2 separate regions of the Pelodiscus sinensis genome follow, and region 2 is linked to region 1. A link is a contact called in public Hi-C data. All regions are on one chromosome and are shown on one strand. Each heading gives the region's core, a stretch centred on a gene start, on an enhancer-like site or on the middle of the called end of the contact. The rest is flanking DNA. Distances are from core to core; before and after follow the strand shown.

What was found. A called contact is a pair of places that touch in the nucleus more often than the background predicts.
Region 2: a Hi-C map of an unstated tissue shows a contact between it and region 1, with 16 times the contacts expected there. The contact joins the promoter of SLC5A5 here to the promoter of PLK5 in region 1. A contact is called at or near these places in 2 of 5 Hi-C or Micro-C datasets (blood and an unstated tissue).

Annotation. Positions count from the first base shown.
Region 1 is chr19:17,520,267-17,525,518 of ASM4963464v1, reverse strand. PLK5 (polo like kinase 5 (inactive)) reads right to left here and starts at 2,090. Exons shown (of 14, transcript XM_075902726.1): 1 at 1,839-2,090; 2 at 915-1,019. The coding sequence starts at 1,943.
Region 2 is chr19:17,972,391-17,977,232 of ASM4963464v1, reverse strand. It overlaps SLC5A5 (solute carrier family 5 member 5), which reads right to left and starts at 2,734. Exons shown (of 15, transcript XM_075902755.1): 1 at 2,123-2,734. The coding sequence starts at 2,476.

The DNA of each region.
Region 1 (5,252 bases), core at 841-3,340:
GCACACAGCCCCTGGGATTGCTCCGGCAGCTGTAGGGATCGAATCCAGCGCATCCTGCTCCCATTGGCTCCTTGAGCGATAGGAGAATCCCGTTAATGGCGCGCAGCACAGGGTCTATGACACACAGCCCTGCAGCTCAGATCCCAGCCCAGAGATGGCAGCTGTGCATGTCCACCCACCCCTGGCCATTTCGTGACAGTCAGAACCCAGCAAGCCCACAGCAGTCCTGCGCTTTGGTCGATGCCAACACGAGCTGGTGAAAACGACAGCGAGACTGCCAGGCCAACGAGATCAGACGTCTCTTGGGGCAAAGGGAGGCCAAAGCAGTGGGCAATGGGCGCAGGGGGCGGGGAAATCGCACCTCTACTGCCAAAATGCAGCTGGCTCTGGGGTGGAACCAACAGCTGAGTCACACTCTAGAGAGGGACTCTCTGGTGCCCCCTGTAGGAATGAGACGGGGACTCACCCTGCCCGGACTCATCCCTGCATGGGGCCAGCGGTTGGCTCTGGGATGCTGAGGGACAGCAACTCTGCAGGGGGCTGGGCGACCCCCTCCCCCCCGGGCTGGGGGATGGTGAGAACAAGGGGCATGTGGACAGGCTGGGGGGGGGTCTTTGTTTACACCGGGAGTTACCCCCCCCCCGCTTGGGAACGGGGCTTGGCGGGGGAGGGGGAATCGAGTGACCCCGAGGCTGGCAAGGAAAGGGTTAACCTCCCCCCCCCCAGAGTTCCCAGCTGGGGGAAGGCGGAGCAGGGCCCAGCTGGGAGGATGGGGGGGCACAGACCCCTCCTCTCTGGCCGGGCTAGAGGGCCCCCCCGCCCTGCTCACCTGGCCCGGCCCAGCTGGGAGGATGGGGGGGGCACAGACCCCTCCTCTCTGGCCGGGCTAGAGGGCCCCCCCCCGCCCTGCTCACCTTGCCCCGGCCCAGCTGGGAGACGCGGTCCCGGGGGACGATCTTGGCGGCGAAGACCCGGCCCGTGGATCTGTCCGTGAACTTGTAGCACCGGCCGAAAGCGCCCTGCGCGCAAGCAGGAGCCGTGAGGGGGGCTAGGCTGGGGGGGGGGCTGCGTCCTGCCCCCCCGCCCTGTGGGGCTCGTCCGGGGAGCGCCTCCCTTGCCGGGGGCAGCAGCGAAGGCTCATTCCCCCCTGGAGGGGCGGGGACCCAGGGGGTCCCATGGCTAGCTCTGACCCCCCCCTTGCCGGGATACGCGGGGGGGCAGCGTGGCCGGCCGAGGGGGCCTCCCGCCCCGGGCTCTCCTCGCCTCTGCCACAACGCGGGGGCCAGGGCTGTGTGGCAGAGCAATGAGGTCATGGATTAGATGACCTTGGGCCCATCACCCGGCCTGGCTCGTGCCTCAGTTTCCCCAGCGACACTGGAGGTGACGCGGGGGAAGGGGGAGGAGTTGAACCCATTCCCGGCGGCAGGGGCCCGACGGGCTAAGAACAGAGAAGGGGACGGGGATTTGTGCAGCGACTCCCCATATCAGCTCTTGTACAGCCCCGCGGAGGGGGGGGGGTGGGATATCTCATCCCGGCTCTGCGAAGGCAGCGCTGCCTAGTGGCTCTGGCGGGGGAGGGGCGGGGGGCACCAGGCTCCTGGGGTCAGGACCCAGCTCCGTCACGGATTTGATGACCCTGGGCCAAACGCTCGCCTCGTGCCTCAGTTTCCCCAGCCACCTTGGAGGAGACAATGCCTCACGGTGGAGGGGGGAGGGTTGAACCCATGACCGGCCCAGAGGAGAAGCCACCCTCTCAGCTGGGTTCAGACTCTCCCCCTAACAGCTGGGAGGAGGAAGTCTGGGGGGGGGGGGGGCTTAACCAAGCAGATACAAGGTACCTTCCCCAAGAGCTGCCCCCTCCTGTACAGCGTCCCGGTGCCTGGATCCTGGATGAAGTAGCTCAGGCTGGCTCCCTGCGCCCTCCTTCCAGCTGGGTGCTCCATCCTCCCCAGCCCCTCTGCTTGTCGCTGGCCCCAGCCCCTGGCCCCCAGCTCTGCCTCCCTGCTCCCCGCTGGGTCTGGCCGGCGCCCCCTGGCAACCCTCTTATAATGCCTGGCCAGCGCCTGCCGATTGGGTGCCCGAGCCGTGGGCTCAAGGCTCCACCGCCCGGGGGCGGGCAGAGAGGAGGGGCCGGCGGAGTTCGTTAAAGGGGACTCCAGGCTCCTGTCCTTGCGGGAGCAGCAGCTGGGCCTCTGGGAGGCCTTGTCTGGCCCTCACCTGGTGTCCTTGGAGCGGGGGCAGCAGGGCAGGGACGGCGGTGATGTCAAATGTGCCGGTAAGAGATTAAAGAGCCCGACAGCCCCCCCCACCTGCAAACACTTTTAGCCAGAGAAAGGTGGCAAATCCGTGACCCAGCCAGCAGCAGCCTGGGGCTCTCGGTGGGCGTGCAGCAGCGAGGGTGGCGCTGGGGCGGACAATGCAAATATCCCTTGTCTGTCACAATGATGCCTCGGAGACACCCGGCCCTGTTGTGCCAGGCCCGGCACAGGCCCTGCCAGCCCGTCTCCCAAGGAGCTCGGGGTCTAGCTAGACAAAGGAGGGAGAAGGAGGGTTGAGCAAACAAAGACAGGCCGAGCAAGGGTCTTGCCCAAGGCTGCCTACAGAATTGGTGGCAGCAGTGGGGATCCACGTGACGCCTCCAGGGACGCTGTCCGGAGCCTTATTTCACCCGGCTAAAATGTGGCTTTGTGGGGACTCGCTGCCCCCAATTCCAGCCCATACGGACAGATTCCCTGCCCCCTGCCAGGTGCGTGTTCTCAGCCAGGGCAATGCTGCCAGGGGCCAGCACCTCAGGGCTCTTCAACTGGATGCAGCCTGCTCTGACAGGTGCCAGCGCCCCGCTCTCCAGGAGCGTTCCACTCAGCTGTTCAGTGGCTGCCATGCTCCACCCCAGAGGTGGCTGTGTTCGGCGTGTGTGTGTGCGGGGGACAGATCCATATCCCCTCCTGAGGTAGGGCCTCATGGGGAAGTGAAAGTGCCGTGAGATGCCCAGCGGGCACCGCTGCTGAGGCTTTGTTTCCCAGCATCCCCGGGGCGGGTGCCCCCGCACTGAGGGGACAGGCCGGGTTCACGGGGGCTGGGGAGATTCAGAAACGTTCAGCGAGCCCCTTTTGGGGCAAGGTCGCCTCCCCCCTTGGCCCTTAAGGTTTGTCTCCTTGGAGACACTGACGGCAGCGCTGGAGCAAAATAATTCCGACTGCTCCCCCTGGGGGCCACTGGGCAAGCGACTCTCCGCTGGGATCTGCCCAAGGGAGGGGGGTCCCATGAAAGCTGGTGCCCCAATACAGCCGCTAGCCGCTAAGGCCTCCGCGTTGGTTTTGCAGATACTCACTCGGCTGCCCCTCTGCTTCTGTTCTGGGGTATTCTCCCCGCTCCGGGCTCTCCCTCTGCAGTCCCTGCTGGGGGAGCCCTCCCTGGACTGGCCGTGCCCTGGGCAGCCGACAGCCCGGATCCTGACCCCGGGGCCAGCCTAGACTCCCCTGCACACGCCCGGAGGCCTGGCTCCCTCTGGCGTCCAGCTGTGGCTCTGATTCTGTGCAAGACACCAGGCAGCCCCCCTGCCCTGGCTCCCCGGAGCATCTGGCTCTGAGCAGGACGCAGCCTGTTGCTTGGCAGCTGGGTATCAGTATGGGGGGCCCTTTGTGCCCGCTCCCCCCGGCCATTGCACCCCGTCTGGTGCCGTGACGGCCAGTCCCCGGGCATTTCTGGGCTCCGGGGTGGATTGCGCAGGGCCGGCCTTGGGCAAATTGGTACCCTGGGCAAACTTGTGTATTCTGACCTCGTGGGAATAGCACCCCCCATTTCCCCAGAGGCTCCCCAGGCCTGCGCCCTGTCCTGTACCCCCTTTACCACTAACCCTGCATTGTACCCAGTGCTCCCTTCATGCCAACCCCTGCTCTTTCCTGCACCTGTGCCCCCCACCCCAGCCCTGCGCTTCCAGCATACCCTGCCCCACTGCCCAGTACCCTCCATCCCCTGGTGCCCCTCACCCTCTGGCCATGGTGCCCTGGGCATGGGCCCAGTTTGCCCGGCCCTGAGGAGTGAGGTGGGTTGGGATCACTCCCTGACGCTGGGTTGGCAGCTGGGCGAAGGGGGCGGAGGTGGAGTTTTGGGGTTGGGTTCATCTGCGTCATCTCTGGTTCTTTGCACAGAGGCGATTTCCCTTCCGACTCTAGGTGTGGGGAAGGGATCCTGACCAGCAGGCCCTGTATGTGCAGCCTCCCAGAAGAAATTCAAATGCTGCCCAGCTGGTTTAGAAGAGCGCTAGCCGCCGGCAGCCTGTGTGTCTCCTGGTGGTGCACATCTGCACCTGCCTCGGTGCACAGAACAAAATGTATTCTGCACATGGATGGGGAAAAATAGAGGGAACGTTGATCCTAACTCCAATCCACTGAAAGGCCCCTGTCCCATCCTGGGAACCCCGGGCACATCCCAAAATTCCTGCACCCTCCTTCCATCTCCCACACGTGCGGCTCCCCCTCCACTTTCAGACTCTAGAGTCTAGACTGAGGGGTGTGATGGTGTGACGGTGCGTCGGGATTTTCCCGTCTCCTGCACCCCCGGAATGGCATGAACAGACTCCACCAGCCAGTGGAATTGAGGGTGGTTTATTGCCCCTCCAGGATACAGCACAGCACAGATGTAATCTGGTTACAGGACCTGGGGGCTAAGAGGCTTCAGTGCCCCCTTGAGATGGGGGGATCCCCGCCCCCTCCCCAGCTCCTTCTCCCCTGCTTTCCAGCCAGGAACTAACTCCCCCTCTCCAAGCCCTGCCCCCAACCAGGGCAGCATCCACCTCCCTTTGTTTCTCCCCATGGGGGGTGGCTGGTTCAACAGGTTTGGAGTCACCTTTGCATACTGAGGTTTTCCCTGCTGGGTCTTGCCCCAGACAGCAGAGGTCACCACAGCCCAGCAAGTCCCCCCCCTACGGCACAGATGGCAAGTTGGGGGTCCCCCGATCCTGCACCCCCGTAGCAGCCAGAACAGTCTCCACCAGCCAGTAGAACAGAGAGGGGATTATTGATGCTCCAGAATACAGCCCAGCACAGACGGGATGTGGCTACCGGGGCAGGGTTAGGACGGCTCAGGCCCTAGGGTTAGGGTCCATCGCCCCTAGGCTCCAGCATAGCCTGTTCTCTCCATGCTTTCCAGACAGCAACTGCCTCCCCCCAAGGCCCTGCCCCCCAGCCAGGTGCTGGTCTCCGCCTTCCTCCCTTTCTCTCTCCCTGGGAGCTGAGCCTGGGTGTCTGGGT
Region 2 (4,842 bases), core at 1,485-3,984, 450 kb before region 1:
CCCCCCCTGCAGCGGCACTAGCTCCCCTCCTCGCACGTCATTGCACGGCTCACTAGTGCCTTCCGCACGGCTAACGCCACTTGGCGACGCAGCCACCGCAGGGCCCGGCCCACGCTCCAGCGAGCCAGCGAGAGCCGGGCTCCACCGTGGGGCCCTGGCCCGGGCGCTTGGCCAGCAGGGCCTGCGGTGCCGGGGGACCCGGCCTGGAAGGGCTGAGCACCCAGGCGCCGTCTGAGCAGGGAACCTGCTGCGGAATCAAGCTCCCGGAGCACTGAGCCGCCCGGGCTGCCTCCTCCGGAGGGCTCCGTCGCCCGGGCTGTTCTCCAAAGCCCGGGGGGCGTGGAGCAGCCAGGACCTGAGAGAGGCTCCGGCGTGGGCGAGCGTCGAGGCTTGGGGGGGTGGCGAATGGGGGCCGCCCTCGGAGAAGAGGCCTCAACGGGCCCCAGGCAGCAGTGCAGACCGGCCGTGACCCCGAGCGGGGCAGCGAAGGCCCAGCTCCGAGCCCCCCAGACGAGGGGGCAGGCAGAGGGGGTGTGGGCTGCTTCCCAGAATGCTTTGCAGCGCCCCAGCCCCTCCTGGGGGTTCCCACTTCACTCCCCCACACCCTGACCAAGAGCTGGAGTTTGGGGGCCCCGTGGGATGTGCGGTGACCGGGGCTCTTTCTGCCTTGGCACCAGGGGCTTCCTGGACGGGGAACCCCCTGCGGCTCCCCTCCCGCCGGCCTACGAGCGCCCTGAGTCCCCGGTGAAGGCCTCGGAGGTGGAGCAGGGCCCACGGGGGCCACCCGGGGAAAGACCCGGTTTTGGCTCTGGGGCTCTGATTGGGACCCCTCCCCCCCGGACCGATCAGTCCAAGAGGGGCAGCCCACGGCGCGCTGGCCCCTCTGCGGATCCGAGCGGGGAATCTCCCGGGAGCAGCGTCTCAGCGCCCCTGCTCCTGGCCCGGAGCAGAGTCTGCCCCCGCGGGTCTGGAAGCCGGGCGGGGAGCCCTGGCATGTGCCTGCGATCCCAGCAGGGCCAGGAATCCAGGCCGGGCGCTCGGCACCCCCAGTCTCCGAGTCCCCGGTTCTAAGCCCGTCCGCCCCCAGCCGGGAACGGAACCCAGGCCTCCTGAGTCGCGCCAGCGGAGCAGGGGGACGGCAGGATCCCAGGGGGCCCCTCGGACCATCCCTCCTCTGCCCCCCAGGTCTAGGGCCAGGGACTTGATCCGCTCCTCTTATCCCTGGTGTTTGTTAGTGATAAGACTCTGCCTGGCCAGCAGAGAGCTGGGCCGTTCCTGACCCTCCCCACTCAGCACCTCGAGGGTTGGGGGTCGGGGGTCAGGAGGGAGGGAGGGAGGGGCACTGGCAGGGCTGGGGGGAACCCAGAACCGGGGGGCTGCAGGTGGGGACTGAGGGGTACCAGCAGGGCTGGGGGGAGCCCAGAGCTGGCAGAGCCGGGGGGCTGGGGGTCAGGAGGGAGGAGCCCGGCTGGGCTGGGGGGAGCCCAGAGCTGGCAGAGCCGGAGGGCTACAGGCCAGGGCTGGGGGGCACCAGCCCAGAGCTGGGAAAGCCGGGGGGCTGTGGGTCAGGAGGGAGGGGCACCGGCAGGGCTAGGGGGAGCCCAGAGCTGGGGGGCTACAGGCCAGGGCTGGGGGGCACCAGCTCAGAGCTGGGAGAGCCGGGGGGCTGGGGGTCGGGAGGGAGGGGCTCGGCTGGGCTGGGGGGAGCCCAGAGCTGGCAGAGCCGGAGGGCTACAGGCCAGGGCTGGGGGGCACCAGCCCAGAGCTGGGAGAGCCGGGGGGCTGGAGGTCGGGAGGGAGGAGCCTGGCTGGGCTAGGGGGAGCCCAGAGCCGGGGGGCTACAGGCCAGGGCTGGGGGGCACCAGCTCAGAGCTGGGAGAGCCGGGGGGCTGGGGGTCGGGAGGGAGGAGCCCGGCTGGGCTGGGGGGAGCCCAGAGCTGGCAGAGCCGGGGGCTGGGGGTTCACCCGTGGGGAAGGCTGCCCCACTCCTGCTGCTCCCATAAGCGCCCCCGCCAACCCCAACACCCCCTCAAACTCACAGCCCCGAGCAGGAGCCTGAAGAAACCCCCCCAGGGTTTTTCCTAGGACCCCCCCTCCGCCCAGGCCCTGCGGGCGCCCTCACCTCGTAGGTGCTGGTCAGCCCCAGGCGGTAGAAGACGGGCAGGAAGAGGTAGGCCGTCAGCAGGGTGTTGAGCAGCTGGCCCAGGCACATCCACAGGAACTTGAGGCCGTAGCGATAGGCCTCGGCGGGCACGCCCAGCACCTGGATGGCCGACATGAAGCTGGCAGAGAGCGAGAGCCCTACGGGCACGGCCGACATCTGCCGCCCCCCGGTGAAGAAGTCCTCGCTGGTCTTCTGCCCGCCTTTGGCGAGGGCGTAGAAGAGCCCGATGCTCGTGGAGATCAGCAGCATGAGGCCGAACACGCCGTAGTCCCAGAGGCTGAAGGTGAGCATCTGCGGCACGAACACCTCCATGCTGCCCGCCTGGGACGTCACCGGACCCTGGGCTCCCCCCGTCTGGCCCACCAGAACCAGCTGCCAGCTCCGCTCGCAGAGCAGAGCTTTGGAAAGTGCCTCGCGCCCCGGTCGAAAGACAGGGCAGAAATAAACACCCGACGGGGGGACACAAGGCTGCCGAAAACCCCCTCCGACGAGCCACGTGGATTTCACCACGGGAGAGGGGAACAGATAATAGCGCTTGCAACCAACCAAAACAGCAAATCGCGCCTGGAATCAAAGGGTTTCAGAGACAGACACGCGCAGGTTGGACCCGGGGCGCACACGCTCTGTTTCTCGTGTCAAGCTGGAGAGGGGACAAATATTTTCGAAGCAAACAAACCCACCAACAAAATCTGGGCTGGGTGCTTTCCGGGAGGGGAAAAAATCAAAATAGGTTACACCCAGAAATGTCCGAGAACCTCCAGGTTTTCCAAGGGGTGGGTAGAAATTGAAAGACGGCAGGTGGATCAAAACCCAAAAAGGTGCCTGTCTGGTCTGTTCAGAACCTTGTCCCACCCTGCGCCCGGCAAGTCGAGAGGCGATGGCATCGAACAGCAGGTGGGTTTTAAGCCGGCACGATGCTTAAAAGGCAGCAGCAGGTTCAAATCCTGACCTGAGCTTTGTCAAAATGAGATTCCTAAAATCTCCTTTGATGGTGAATTTCAGAAGCAGCTCGATAACTCAATCAAACGCCGCTGATCAAACAGGAGAAAAGTTTGCTGCCAGTTGGAACTACAGTGCCCCGGGAGGCTGCCTGGTGATCCAGGACCACTCTGGGATGGAGTGACTGCTCTGTCCACCTGGGCAGCTCTGAGCTGTGGTTTTCTTCAGGAGCAGCTCTGCCAGCAGCTCGCCGATAAGGGAGGAGGTGACTTAGTGTTCCCCGAGGTCTGTTGATTTATTTGATGGGAGACCAAGGTCATCCAGGCTTGGCTGAAAGGAACCGGCGTCCGGTGCCAGGCACCCTTTCAGTGCTGGTCGCCGAGGGCCCGTACTTGGAAGTCATCAGGAGGAAGTTTTTAAAGAGGCTTTCCAGCCCGGGGCCCGGGGCGTGGTGGCAGGCTATGAGCAATGCATTGGCACATCCACCGGCGTGGAGAGAGTGTAATCAGCGAAGGGACCTGCCAAGGAAACTGTTCCGAGCAGTAAGTGTCAGGTGCTTCCTGGTAAGGGATCGCAGAATGGGGGAGAGGAGAGAAGAGCTGGATGCAGCAGGGAAAGGAATTTACAGCCCCGCTGAGGAAGGCCGCAGGGCGCTGTCACCGGGGAAGGGAGCAGAGAGCTTCCCTCTCCCTCTGCACAGCTGTCCGGGATGCTGTCGGGCGCCCCGCCGTGCGGATTCAGGCTCTGAGGGACACGCACGCAGAGCATCAGGAGGTGGTGGGTAGCCTAGGGAAACTCCTGTGCCCCCAACCTTGCCGGGCCGGGGTCAGTGTTCCCAGTAAGCTGGGCATTTGTGTAGCTGCTCAGGAGACATTCCAGTGCTGCCCAGCTGACTAGCAGGGGGCTCACTGCTAGGTTTGTGTTTCTCTGGGTGGTGCACATTCACACACGCCTTGGTGTACATAACAAAATTTATTCCACACTTCAAAGAAAAAATCCACCCATGGAAAAGTTTAGTGGGCCCATTGGCCGGGATCTGGGGCAGAAAGGCGCTGAGTGACCACTCCCTGTGGGAGCCCAGATATTAGAGGCGCCCTGCACATCTGAATCCCAAGGGGATAGGAGTCCCCATGTGCCCACCCTCGGTAAATCCCAGCTGGGGGGCGAGAGAGGCAGGCGCACACCCAGGAAAGTTTGCAGAGAGGAAACCCCAGGGCGGCTTCATGCAAAGCCAGAGAGTGACACGGATGATCCTTGAATTCAAGATCTTCATCCCAGCAGGTCCAAGGAACACCTCCATCCTGGACAGACCAGTTTCTTTGGGGGACGTCCCGCACGCTGCATCCTTGGGGGATTAGGGCAGGGCAGGAAAATGACTCAGGCACCTGCAACTTCTGCCCTGCAGGCCTGGCTCCCCAGCTGGCCTCTCCGGAGCCATCAATATGTAGGCAGAATACGCTGGGCGCGGTGAAAATTCCCCATTCTCCTTCCTACCAAGAGGCAGGTTTCCAGTGAGATGGAAGTTCTCCTGGGGAGGCCGCCGCATCACCTCGGAACGTGTCAGCGTCTGCCCCGCGGTTGACGTTTAGAATCCCCCCCCCCCACCCCAGGCGTTTGGGCCTCTTAAAAAAATGTCCATCAGAAACCAAACATTCTTGCGGCAAATACCCCATCTCCCAGCCTGCTCCTGTTAGAAACCTTCCCGGTTTAAACCTTCTCCGTGGCGGGACGTCTCCTCC